Linked DNA regions of Ovis aries: all the other regions are linked to region 3. The links are chromatin contacts, called in public Hi-C maps. All regions are on one chromosome and are shown on one strand. Each heading gives the region's core, a stretch centred on a gene start, on an enhancer-like site or on the middle of the called end of the contact. The rest is flanking DNA. Distances are from core to core; before and after follow the strand shown.

Evidence for each region. Hi-C and Micro-C count contacts between places; a contact is called where the count stands out from the background.
Region 1: a contact with region 3 is called in a Hi-C map of tail adipose tissue, with 2.8 times the contacts expected there. The contact joins the enhancer-like site here to the promoter of SSBP3 in region 3. A contact is called at or near these places in 5 of 16 Hi-C or Micro-C datasets (hypothalamus, liver, mixed tissues and 2 more).
Region 2: a Hi-C map of tail adipose tissue shows a contact between it and region 3, with 8 times the contacts expected there. The contact joins the enhancer-like site here to the promoter of SSBP3 in region 3. A contact is called at or near these places in 14 of 16 Hi-C or Micro-C datasets (blood, hypothalamus, liver and 6 more).

What each region holds. Positions count from the first base shown.
Region 1 is chr1:28,871,423-28,875,801 of ARS-UI_Ramb_v3.0, forward strand. The region is part of intron 4 of SSBP3 (single stranded DNA binding protein 3); the gene reads right to left. Among named protein-coding and RNA genes, the nearest start is that of SSBP3, 36 kb to the right of the region's middle. Within about 2 kb of position 2,004, at least 2 of the 54 cell types and tissues checked have an H3K27ac peak or open chromatin away from gene starts, as enhancers often do. A contact at or near this core is called in tail adipose tissue, where this site is marked.
Region 2 is chr1:28,967,089-28,971,394 of ARS-UI_Ramb_v3.0, forward strand. No RefSeq gene overlaps it. Among named protein-coding and RNA genes, the nearest start is that of ACOT11, 39 kb to the right of the region's middle. Within about 2 kb of position 2,808, at least 41 of the 54 cell types and tissues checked have an H3K27ac peak or open chromatin away from gene starts, as enhancers often do. A contact at or near this core is called in hypothalamus, liver and tail adipose tissue, where this site is marked.
Region 3 is chr1:28,906,815-28,911,330 of ARS-UI_Ramb_v3.0, forward strand. SSBP3 (single stranded DNA binding protein 3) reads right to left here and starts at 2,980. Exons shown (of 16, transcript XM_042248427.1): 1 at 2,483-2,980; 2 at 1,411-1,483; 3 at 1,127-1,188. The coding sequence starts at 2,538.

The DNA of each region.
Region 1 (4,379 bases), core at 754-3,253, 36 kb before region 3:
TTTACGTAGAGCACTTAGAACACGGCGTGGAACAAAGCGAGAGTTAAATTACATTGCTAATGCCCCCACCCTGCTTCTTGGAGGGTACTTCCTCCAAAAAAGCCTTCTCTAATTCCCTCTGTGGGCTAACTGCTCTTTCCTGGAGCCTGGAGCTCCAACTGTCGCTAACATCTCTGTGATGGCATGTATAGCTCATTTACAGCTAATTTCGTATTCATGGCTACTTATATAGTTGTTGTCCACACAACTCTGAGTTAGAGTACTAACTATATCCATTCTCATATTCTGCAACACGGAGCACAAACTCAGGTAACCTTCTGGAACCTTCTCATTCATACCTTACACTGGACTGCTACATGGTTTTCTTATAATCCTGCCAATAACGCTGCGATACTCTGGACTGTTATCCTTAAGTACACAGATGAAACTCACGCTTCATCTCCCAGGATGGGTGAGTTAACCCAAGTTACAGTTAGTTAGTAGGCTGCTATTCAATTCAGGTTTGCTGAAATTAAAGAAATCAAGCAGGTAAATAATGGGGCCTCCAGTCAGAACTGAATGGTTTTTAGGGCTCCATCAAGACAGATATTAATGCATGCAAATGCATAGGAAAAGGTCTAGAAGGACGCCCTCCAACTGTTTAAACCTGATTACCAGAAGGAAGAGGACAGCAAGGGGCAAGAGAGTAGGGGGTTCTCCTTACTTCTTATTCCAGAGACCTCTATAATTCAGCAATAATTAACACAAGAAGTACTTGGATATTATTTATGTAATTAAAAATAACAAGAGTCATGTTAAACTCACCTCCCACAAAAGACCTTGAAACCACTCACATTTAATTCTAAGAAAACTTGAGAGCTGTTCAGTTTTCCCAGACAGAAAGCAGGTAAGAACCAGCTTTGGGGAATTTCCTAGTGTTGAGGACTCTGAACTTTCAGTGCTGAGGGCCCAGGTTCAACCCCTGGTCAGGGAATTAGGGAGCTAGGATCCCGTAAGCCACACAGCGTGCCCCTCATTCCAAAAAAAAAAAAAAAAAGAACCCGACAAACTTGGCTTGCTGTCCCCATACCAGGGCTCTGCTTACAGTGAGGGCTTCCCAGGTGGCACTAGTGGTAAAGAACCCGCCTGTCAATGCAGGAGACGCAAGAGACTTGGGTTCAATCCCTGGGTCAGGAAGATCTCCTGGAGGAGGGCATGGCAGCCCACTCCAGTATTCTTGCCTGGAGAATCCCCATGGGCAGAGGAGCCTGGCGGGCTACAGTCCATGGGGTTGCAAAGAGTCAAACACCACTGAAGTGACTCAGCGCACGCACGCCTTACAGCGGAGAAACCTCATTCAGGTTTCTAAACCTCTCGGAGCCTTGATCCCTTGTGGCAAAGGGAGCCTGGTTCAATCCACCCCGAGATTCCCACGAGGCTTCGCTTGAAGTCCTCCTGATCAGGCGCTGGGCACACAGGAGTACAGCTGCCTCCCCCTGACTGTGAAGCCTTAATCCCAATCTATCCCTAATCTACATCCATGAGGCACGCCTCCAAAATGATCTACTTGGGCAAAAGAAAGAGGAAAAAAGAAAAGAATGCTACCAACCACTTCTGCCTACAAAGCCCCACCCCCGAGACTCCCCTTCTGAGAACACCAGTCGTCACTGAGGAGTCAGGCAAGAGCCAGGCAATGAAAGTGGCGACAGAAACCTTGCGGGCGAGGTCCCCGATGCCCCATCGTCTCTGTCGTCCAATCTGTGCCTCTCACACACGGTTTCAGGGATGTAAAAAGCATCCAGATAAATGGGTCTCCAACTACCGAGCTCTTAGGCAAGGAAAAGCATCTAAATCTAAATCAATTAACACGAGGGAGGTCCCCACAGAGCCCTCCCCTGGAGACGAACATCAGGGGAGACAGAGGGTGAGAGCGCAAAGAACAAGGAGCTCTCCAGGGCCAGACAGGCAGTACAGTCAAAGACAGGAGGCCAGTTCTGACTTCCCAAGGGCCCTTCCAAAGGCACTCGTGAGTAGCTCTGCCAGGGACAAAGTTGGGAAGCAACACCCAGCTTGTGAAGCAATGTGCTGGCAGTCCCGACAGCCTTCTGTTTTTAAAGTGTGTTGTGTATACCATACGCCCCAAGCATTCCACATCTAAGAATATCATCACATACACGTGCACAAACATTTTGCCACGAAGATGTTCATCACAGTTTGCCTGGTGGCTCAGTGGTAAAGAATCTGCCTGCAATGCAAGAGACATGGGTTCAATCCCTGGGTTGGGATGATCCTCTGGAGAAAGAAATGGCAACCCACTCCAGTATTCTTGCCTGAGAGATCCCATGGGCAGAGGAGCCCGGTAGGCTACAAGCCATGGGGTCACAGAGTCGGACACAACTTAGCAACTAAACAATAACAACAACATGTTCATCAGAGTTCGTTTACAGTATGAGAAAACTGGAAAGAATCTTAATGTTCCACAGCGAGGGACTGATAAAATTATGCCACATCCAAGAAGCAGAATACTTTGTGATCACTAAAAAAATGGATACTATCTAATGACACGGAAGGGCAGAGGCTTACAGGAGCCCGTTACCCAACAAAACAGGTGCTTAGTGAAGAAAGACGGACAGCTCCACAGGATGGAGATACAGTCCAGGGAACGGTGAGTGCCACCTGGACCCACAGTTGTCCGTATCTCAAAATAACTGGGGACCAAAAGACAACCCAGTCATCTCCTAGCCTGTACTTTTTATTAAAGTTTTAGGATTCCTCAACCGGATGAGGTCCCGTGGTCAAATAAATGTCAGACACGCTGTATTTCACACTGTTTATCCACCTCATATATGCTATCCCACTTCTAAGATCTGCAATGCATCTTAATGTACTGGAAACTCTTGAGAAGTCCTACACTAGAGAAACTGCTGAACCCTGCATTTCCCACAAGGATCCGGCTGCAGATCCTTTACTGAAACATGTTCAAACATCTCACTGAAGAGCTGGGGAAGCCTGATCGCTTGACAGCACCCAGGATGTGGTTGGGGGACCTGGGGACCCCTGTGCCTCTCACTTCCTGAAGAATCTTCAGCCAAGTCATCTCCTTATTCTGGGCACAATGTCTCCATCTGGGAGTTGGACTAAACCATGGGGGCCACGGGAGGAGGCATAATGGTGGGAAGCTTAGCAGGTGACCTTTGGCACCCACACCCCTTAAACTGGTAGATGGCTCTGTCTTTCTGTTACACTATTTGGCCTTCCACCTAAGACTTCATTTAAAGAAAGGGATCTCCTGCTAAAAAGGAAAAAAAAAAAAGTAAGTTAAAAAAAACCCACTGAAGTCTATGTCCTGTAAGGTCCCTCTAACCATTACAGCTGACTTTCTTTAAATCTGTATTTCATGTGGGAAAAAGTCCTCTCAAACGGAGGGGCCGAGTAGAGTCAGGAAAAGGCGAGGGTTTGAGCTGAACTTGCTGAAAAAAGAGGCTCTGCAGGTTTAGGGTTGGGGATGAACCAGGGAGCCTGCCTGCGGGCAGGAAGGCGGGGGGGCAGGGGTGATGCTGCCGGGGGAGATGAGACGGACTGTGCAACTAAGTGGACGGATGAAAAGGCATCTTGAAAACCAAGGTCAAGAACATCCACGTGGTGGCAGATAGCAAGAAATCGGCTGATGTTTGAAGAGTTATGCGATCAAAACAAGAGAGCCACTCGTTAGGTGACCGTGGCGCTGGGTTTCTGTGGCTCAGCGTGGAAGAAGGGCTGAGGAGGAGAGGCGCCGCAGTCACCGGAGCTCACGGTCCAGCTCTATGAGGGCAGCTGCAGAACCCAAGGCTCACCTTGAACGAGGACTTCAAACTCAACCTTCAGCTCAAACCTGGTACATGAAGATGCCCAGGACGGGATTAGAACTCAGACTCGCTCAGCAGTCTGAGTACCTGACCATGTCATTTTGACTAAGACAGGATTCCCAAGGATGATACCTGCGATGCCATGCCAGTCACACACACCCTCCAACTTCCTCATCCCTCCACCGCTCAGGATCCCCACATCCTAGAAGGGTCGTGTATGGTGTAAAAGGTCATCCTGGGGACCTCCAAAGAGAAACCAACATGTGGAGTGGAATTCAGAGCATCTGGAAGAGAAGGCTGCTCGCGCTTCTTCCAACGAGGTGGGTTCGATCACATTTCGGCAGCTGGCTGGTCCCCGCCGTCCATCCCCTTCTGGCTGGCCAGCAGGCACTCTGATTCAAGCGGCTCTTCTTCAGGCAGACACCACACACCCGATGAGATGTGCCAGGGCCCTCCTGGAAGCTGGCTCTTGGCTCCACCAGACAGGTACGGGGCTTCCAACTGGAATACAGTGACGCTGTGCCTCCAACTTTCACTTATCTGGAAATCCAAAGA
Region 2 (4,306 bases), core at 1,558-4,057, 60 kb after region 3:
TATAGGAGTCCTTACACTTCATGTCTGCACCCTTTAAATCTCTATTTCCATAGGCTTGCTATTCAAATCAGGAACTAGAACGTTTTGAATCAAAGCTCACCTCTGACCCCTCCCACTGCCTCATTTCCACATGCTAAAGGTAGGAGGCTACCTCTGTATCCTTTTCTCTCTGGCCATACCGACTCTGCCTGATGGTTCCTGTATCTGCACCTCTCTCTGGTCTCCCTCACTCAGATTAGTTTTTCAATGCTCAGCTCTGCTCTGTCACTTCCTGGACTACAAAATTGGAGGGGCGAGTCCCTCCCCCATTGTCTGAGGACTGAAGCTCCAACTGTTATGCCTTCAAGGCATAGTGCCCCAAGGCCTAGCCCCGGCCTCTGTGCAACCACTCCCCAACCCTGGATATGTTCTCCATGCTCCAGTTGTTCAATGTGCAAATGTTTTTTCGAACCCTTACTATGTGCCAGGAGTTGTGTTGGGCACCCAGAAATTAACTGATGCACAATTCCCAGAAACCAAGTGTGTTTCGAGAGCTCAAGGGTTTGGGGGCTCTGAGAAGGGGTGCGGAATTGAGAGAGGGACTGGGCTGCAGCCAGCTCTCTTCTTGCTGGTTTCCTGTTTACTATTAACAGCTGCCCATCCCGCCTAACACACAAACGCCCAAGTGAACCTTGGTATGTTTTCAGACCAGCAGCTCAATCACAAACATGAAGCAGGCTACTTGAAATTTGCCTTCAGCTGCCTTGAAAATCTGCAGAGAGACCCCCTTTAATCCCTCCCTTGCTTGCACTCCCCAACTTTCTGCCTTCCTCGCCTCTCCTTGGAGGACATATGGCCCCTTGAAGTTTTTGTTTGCTTGAAGGGAGGGGAAAAACCCCCAAATACCCAGCTTCAGTGTGGAAGTTTTTTCCATTTTTAAAATATTATTAAGCATCAAGAGACAGAGCAATCTGCTTGCAGATACTATACGTGCATAATTAATAAAATCTCATTATTTATTTATAGAGACACACGAGGAACTGGAGAATTAGGGCTATCCCCATTATATATGAAGAGAGGGAGAGAAAGAGTGGGAGAGAGAGGCTAATACTTTTTGAATGTTAGAGCCTTCCAGAGAAGTGAATCTCTCAGTAGGCAATGAATAAGAGAAGGTATCTACTCCTCCTCAGAGTGGTGTTCCGAGCTAGGAAACACCAGAGAGCAGAAACCTGGTTCCGCTTAAAGAAGGAACGGGACCAGCTCGGTGCTCTAAGTGCCCAGGATGCCGGCTTTGGGTACTTGGCAGGAAAGCAGGAAGCACCGTGGAGGGCCTGGCGACAGGGAAAGAGCCAGTCCGGGGATTCTGAAGGAGGGGGACTTAGGCACAGAATCCCTCCCTGGTAGGTGGGGGTAGCAGTGGGCACGGTCACACCATGGGCACCACGTAAATTGCCCAGACACCGGCTGAGGTGAGCCCCTGGTTCCGCTGGTCCTTTATAAAGCAGGTAACGGTCACTGAAAGGGGGAGGGGGGGCTTTTCTAAATGCCAACTCTGCCCTTGGATCTCTGCATGCCAGATGCCCGGCCAGGGCCGCCAATATCAATAACCCAACTTATTATGTAACAGCCCCTGCGGCCAGGCAGGCAGGGGTCAGAGCCTCCCAGGCTTCTTGAGTTGGGGTGGATCTTCGCTCTCCCTGTTCTCTCTCTCTCTCTCCCCTCTCTCATTTTTTCTTGAGACATGCTTTAAAATAGAAAACAGGCTTGTGCAGTAACCAACCCCACAGAAAGGGGTAGTTTGGAGGGATGTTTTTCCCCCCCCATCTCCCTCAAGTGCAAGCAACTCAGGGAGCAGAACACTCAGTCTTCCCGGGGCGGTGGGCTCCGGCGGGGGGCGGGGAGAAGGGCTAGGGAGGGGGTCGGCTTGAGCAGCAGCCCCCGCAGGGTTACCCGGGCGCGTGCAGGGAAACGTCTCAGCAATTCCAGCGCCCAAGCGGAGCGCGCGGGGGGGGCGGGGGCGCGCGGCGCGGGGCACCTTGAAACCGCCGGCGGCCGAGCGCTGATTGGCCGAGCCGCCGCCTCGGCGTTCCAGCCAGGCGCCCCTCCCCCCGCGCCGTCCACCCCGGAAGGAATTTCCTCCTCTGGCGGCCGCTATTGTTGTCCGCCTTCGCTGTTTGGGTCGGATCGCGTAACCATAGTATCCAAACTGTGTCCGCGCGGGGCCCCAGCCTGGGACCCCTGTGCCCCCAGCCCCTGCAAGCCACCCCCCCCACTTTTTTTTTTTTTTTTTTTGCAGCCTACTTATCATGACTTCATCGGACTCCGGGGAACAGGAGAGGGGGATGGGGCGGGGGGAGCTGGCCCGCTCCTGGCGGCCCTTACTCCGAGATGTTTTCAATTATAATTTTTTTAAAAAAAGTCTGCTTTGTGGGTTCGGGGCTTTTAAATTCTTCCTACTCCCCCCACTTCCATTAAACCGTTGGACCAAACTTGAGTGGGATTTTCCCTCCGTTTCCCCTTCACCGTCTTCACCCTGAATTTGCTGCTCACATCTGAGGCTGGGGAGACAGCAGAAGTCACCCCCCAAACCCAGCCCCTCAAGCTCGGCCTGTGCCCCGGTCTCTGGGCCTGGGCTTGAGCTGGAGAAGGCGAGGTCGGACCCTGCAGCCCACACCCTCTACCCCGGGGCGCTTCCTGGCGGGGCTGGGGGACCCGTGGAGGAGGAGGTATGGGGGTGCATGCCTGCCAACCCCTTATCAAAGGGATGCGGGAGTGACGGGGGAAACAGCTGACAGGTTCTTGGGAAAACAAGCCTCCTCTCCCCTCAGATTCCTCCCTCAGATCTCTGAACACAGAGACATCCTAGTCCGCGCGAGCAGCCTGAGACCAATACCTGTTCTCTACTCCTGCGAAAAAACAAAAATAGAAGCCTTGTCCTTGCGAAATATTTTGCTGGGAGAGGTGGGGGGTGGGGGGGCCCTAGCAGTAAGTCCGCACCCGGGCTGTGGGCAGCGCGGGAGCCTCCGGGACTGGGGCTGGCCGCGGGGGGCGGTGTGTGTGCCGGGGGGTGTCAAACATTCCCAGAACTCAAGTATTCTCCCGGCGCCCGTTGGGGCGGGGGCAGCAGCTGCGGCGGCCCAAGTTCGGGGCAACACTGCCCCCTAGGGGCCACTGCAGTAAGTTTGCAGCCGGGGCGGCGAGGGGCCTTAAGGACGGAGTCAATGGTACCTGGGCAGGGGCGACAATAACTCCCCCGGTGACCGGTGACAGGCCTGAAGAGGGCTTCCAAGCACCCGTTCTAGGGGCGGGGAAGATGCGATGGTGAGGTTTTGTGTTTGCTCTAGAATCTAAAACTTTGGCAGAGTGGGTGCATCCTACTGGCTTCCAGTGGTGGAATGGCCTTTTAATATCAATGAATCTGGTACCCTTTTTGTGCAGTTGAGGAAACTGAGTCCCAGAGAGGGGAGCGATTTGCTCAGGGACATGGTTTTGCACCCAATCCTTCTGGGGTCCTGTGGCGTTTTTGAATTCACAGTCTTCCTTCATCCCTTAGTGGCTCTTGTAAACCTTGTAGAGAGGTTTATCAGAGGCAGTATAGGACATTTACAGATGAAAAATCAGTCCTACAGCGGGGTGAGAACTCAAGTCCCCTGTCTTTCAGTCCAGCTCTCTATACTATGGGGACTTGGAGGGACTTGAACCATAGACTCAACTAGCTGGCCAGCTCTTCATTTGGGGCGATGGCTGTGGTGCTCAACACCCATTCCTACCAGACCAGCCTGTAAGTGGCTGCTCCAGGCTGAGGGGCTCCAACAGAAGAGTGTGGGTCTGCTGAAACCTGAGTTGTAGGTTCCTAAACTGTTGCTGTCTCTGGGCCTCAGTTTCCCCATCTCTAAAATGGGGAGTGGGCAAGCAAGAGGAACAGAAAGGCATCTTGTATCTCCAGTGTTCAGAGCTGCTGTACTGCTTCTCCTTGTCTTTTGTCTGTCTCACCCTCTCTCCTCGGCTCTCCCTTGCTCCTCAGTTGGGGGTCGGCTGGGCTGGCTTCTTGAGCCCGCCCTTCCTCCCTTCCGGCAGGGCTTCTGCGGCTGCCCCTCCCCTTCCCTCCCCTCCTGGCTGGCGCAGAGCAGACTGCGGGAGGGAGCAGTGGGCAAGGAGCCAGCAGAGCGTCCAGTCAACCCCTTGGGAAAACAGGGTGTGTGTGTGTGTGTGTGTGTGTGTGTGTGTGTGTGTGTTGGGGAGGCATTGTCAGAGGTAGCAGCTCGGCTCAGCAGGGGCAGAGTCCCTAGAGGTTATTTGTGTCCAAGGTGACTGGTGTCCGAGCTGG
Region 3 (4,516 bases), core at 1,730-4,229:
ACCGGCCAGCCCCAGCCACACAACTTCTCTCGGAAAACAAAAGTGCAGAAGACCGGCCACCCACTCCTACAGGTAGAATCCTTACACCACACCAAACGCCTCCAACTCTGCAGTTGCGAGGTTGGCAGAAGTAATTAAAAACTCATCTTCTCTGCAGCAAGTTAGAACAGACATTTCATCCCCCTGCATCTCAAAGACACTTGAAACAGTAACCCGAGCTGGCGGTCAGGTAAAAGTGCTAAGATCCCAAGATGGGGCACTGAACTGCAGCAAAATATCAAAAACCACTCTGCTCTCTTTTCCTTTTGAAAAAGATGTCAAAGACTCCACCGATCGGTCTCACAAAACACCCAAGTCTTACTCAAAGCAACTGCTCCCACTAAACCTAAGCCTCCCTCCTGGGGGGCTGCAAACCAGGAGCGGATCTCTGGTGGTCCCAGGCAGGCAGGGCCCAGGGGCCTGGGGAGAGGGTCACAGAAACAGCCCCCAACTACCAACGACAGGCATATGCCAGGTCTTAGTAAAATGAAACCTGGAGGTTTCAGGGCTATTTAGAGGGGTGGGGGTTTGGGGGCGGGAACATCCAGTCAGTCTGAATCAGTATCTTTAAAGGAAGTGGCAGCCTCCTCTTGCTCTTTCTCAGGGTGCCTGGAAAAGGTACCCATGGATCTTTCTCTCAAAGTTTCGCTTATAGAGGAAAAAGGAAGGGACAGGCCAGTTGTAAAACAGACCTGGTATCCCAGCCACCGGTCCTGCCCCACCCCCACTCCCTCTAATTAAAGCAGCATGCAGAATTGACAAAAATCCTTTCAGGTTTTTTCCAAGTCCGTGCTTACTGCTTCAGAGTGAGATGTAAAAGTAAGGCATTTCTATTGCAACACTAGGCATGATTAGTAGGTTCTCACCAGTGGGAAAAGAGGAGGCAGAAACTTTATGCATCGACCTCTGCTGCCCTTTCCCTTTTCTGCCAGTCCTGGTCTGAGGGCCCAGAGGCACCCTGCTCTCTACAATGCTGAGGACTAAAGCACAGGGAGCCTGCTCCAGACCCCCTGTCTTTGTTCACTTGGACCCCGGGGGGCTCAGAACAAAACACACACACACACACACAAAACTATCACAAACTTACCACCACCACGAGTGCAAAAACCCAGGCGGTTCTCCCAACGTGATGTTTTTTTCCCATCGAATCTAGAATGGAGAGAACAGAGACAGCTCAGGGCAGCAGAAGGAAGGGGTGGGCTGGGGGCTTCCCGGAGCCAAAAGGCTGTGAAGACCAACTAACAATAAATGCCAAAAGGTGATAAAAATTCAAAATGGTGGCCACAGTGGCTGTTCCAGAAAACAAAGGCTTTAAGAACGATGGGGAGGAGGGGGTGTCAAGAACTGGATGACTGGGGGAGTTCCACTCACCTCTGACAAGAAGGTCTGTGCAGACTTCTGTGCTCCTACGTGCAGTAAATATTCGTAGACATATAAAGCTAACCTGGAGAGTGGGCAGGGGGGCACAGAGAGAGAGGGAAGGCGTCAGATCACACTGGTGCTCGCTCCTGGACCATACCAGCCGGCTTCCAACCCTGTCCGTGCTGTCCCATTGTGGCCCCGACCAGAGGTGAGCAGCTAGCTTGGTCCTGCCTGGGGCCAAGGGTGCGAGCAGTTAGGGGGTGGGTACCAGGAGACGCGTTTACTTCAAGCCGCGGGGGCTGAAGAGCAGCCCCCGAACTTGAACTTCCAAGTAGCGTCGGGACCAAACCCACCTAGGTCTCTCAAACTCGCAAACCGCCCGACCCCAGAGCCTCGCTTCTTTTCCCGACCTACTCCTTGCCACCAACCCACCCTCTCCCCAGTTTTGAGGGTCCGGGGAGACTCAGTCCTGGACTCCGGGGTGCTCCGCGCTCTGGAGAGGGCAGCAAAGCGCCGCCCTCACCACCTCCCCCCAAAACAACTGTCCCCCAAGCTAGGGCCAAGCCGGCGCCGCTGTCCCTGCCCAGCCCGGCGCCCCGGAGGGCGCGGGGCCGGCGGTGGGGCCGAGGGCAGGGAAGGCAGAGCGCTCCTGGCCGAACAAAGCCCCCGCCACGCACTCCTCAAGCCGCGGGCGGACAAAAGGAGCCTTCGGGGCTGCAAGAAGCCACGCGCCCCCTGCTCGCGCCCGGTGGGCAAAGTGCGGTCACCGCCGCGAGCTCCCCGGCCGGGGCGGATGCCCCGGCTGGCTCGCAGGACCTCGCCCACCCCTCTCCGCGGGCCCCCGCGCCCGGCACGCCCCGGGGCCACCAAATGCCCCCTCCCCGGCGGCGCCCCCCGACGCCCCAACCTCAGCCGGCTCCCAACAATGGGCTCTCCCACGCCGCCCGCCGCGGCCTCGGGAAGGGGCCAGGCTGGCGGCGCCGGGGCCCGGAGCGCAGCAGCCCCCGCCCGCCCACCTGCCTCCCACCACCCGCCCGCAGCCCGGCGGCGGCGCGGCCGCCACTTGGAAAATAGGGCTTACTTTTCCCGAGCCTGCCCGTCCGAGGGCACCGCCGAGCCTTTGCCTTTGGCAAACATGGTTTGCAGAGAAGAGGACGCCGAGCCTCCTCGCCGCCGCCGCCGCCGCTACCGCTCCGGCTGCTCCCGAGCTGCCCCCTCGCTCCCGGCCCCCTCCCCGGCGCTCGCTCGCACACTCGCTCGCGCTCTCCTCGCCGCGCTCCCCTCCCTCCCCCCCAGGCGCTGGCTCCGCGCTCTTTCCAGCTGTCAAAGCGTCAGCCCCGGCCGCGGCCCCATCGCCCTGGAACTCCTCCTGCGCCGGCTCGGCCTGGAGTGCCGGTGCCGCCGCCGCCGCCGCTCGCCCGCCGGCCCGGCTGCCCGCTGGCTCGCTCGCGCGCCCGCCCGCCCGGCTCCGCCTGCGCCGCCCTCTGCGCCTCCTGCACCGCTGCCGCCGCCGCCGCCGCTGGTCTACTTGGAGCTCAACCGAACGTGGCTACCCCGGCGAGGGATCGAGGCGGGCGTCAACGTCCCGCGATTGATTGGTGCCTCGGCCAATCTGCGCGCGGGGGCGGGCCCAGGGCGGCCCGGGAGGGACGCCCTGTCAGCGCCCAGCCGCGGCAGTCCCCGCTGAGGCCGCCACCGAGGAGCCGCTGTCCCTGCTTCTGCGGGCGAACTGGGGGTGTCCGCGGGCGCGAGCCTCTGTTTTCTCTAGATGTAGGGAGAGGACGCGAATCGAGAAGGGGGAGCTCTAGTCTCCTGGCACCCGCGAAGAGGGGGTCCGACCCGCGGTCTCCGCGGCGTGGACCGCTGGGGAGCGGGTGGGGGGCGGGGGGCTCTGCGGCATAGTCGGAGGGGAGGGGGCGCGGACCCCTGAGCCGAGCACCGCCGGCTCCCTCCCGCCACGTCCCTCTCCCTTATCTGCCCCTCACCTCCCCCCGCCTCAGCCCGCGCCAGCCCAGCCCTGATCTCCCCCTCCCCCTCGCCTGCCCTTCCCGTGGGCTCCGACCCCAACCCCCTCCCCAGACTTCCACTCGCCCCCACCCTTGGCCGCCCCGCCCGTGGTCCTCCCTCTCGCCTAGTCTGGCTTCGGAGCGCAGGGCCCGGGGTTCCACGCTGGGAGCTGGGCGGCTCGAGCCGGCGCCGAGGCGCGCGGCTGCTCCTTTACTAGATCATTAAAATACTTTGGAAAACCCCAAAGTGGAGTCGCGCGAAAATGGCCCTTGGCCTGCTTTGGGGAACCTGGGGGAAGGGACTGAAGACTTGAGCTAAGAGAAGGGAGAGTGATTGCTCCCAAATTTCCAAGGTCTGCCCGCCCTAGCAAGTTAGCCCCTCGGCTTCTCCGGGAGAGATGGTGCCATTCCAGGGTAGAGGGGGCTGTCACCTGGGCGCCCCGCTGCGCGGAATACGCGTCACAGAAATCTGCAAACTTCAAATAAATGGAGCTAAATTGGGGAGTGGGGTACGAGAGCCAGCCGTGGGGGGAGGGGAAGCTTCCATTGTCAGTGACCCAGGTGTACAATGGGAAATTGAAGGGGGCTGGCAGAGTGACCCAGCTATTTGCTCCTGACTCCTTTTTGCCCACGCCGAGAACCCGAGGACACACTGAGTGTCCCTCATTAGACACTCTTATGACGAGAAACCAACCAAACAGGGCAAGACTCCCCCATTTTCAGACTGTTTTTAGAGCGCGGTTCTCTTTAAATGTGATAAAACACTGTCTCTTTAAAAGAGTCAAGCAGAAAAAGCTGTGTAAGCGCTGATTGGCTGCCTGTTTGGATACATCTTTAGGGGAGCCTTGAAACTGTTAGCCTAGGTTGATTTTTTTTTTTTTAACTGCGCTGTTCCAATAAACAAGTAACGCCCCTCCCCCTAACATGCCTCGCACCAAACAATTAAAGGATAGGTCAGTGTCCTGGGGAAAACATGTTTCAAGTAGGAAAACTCAGAACTAGATTCAACAAAATAAGGGATAATTCACTACCATTAAAGTTTGCTTATTTTGATTTGTCGATGAGAGAAGAAGGGGCTTTAAAAAGAAATGCCCCTGCAGCAAATAGAC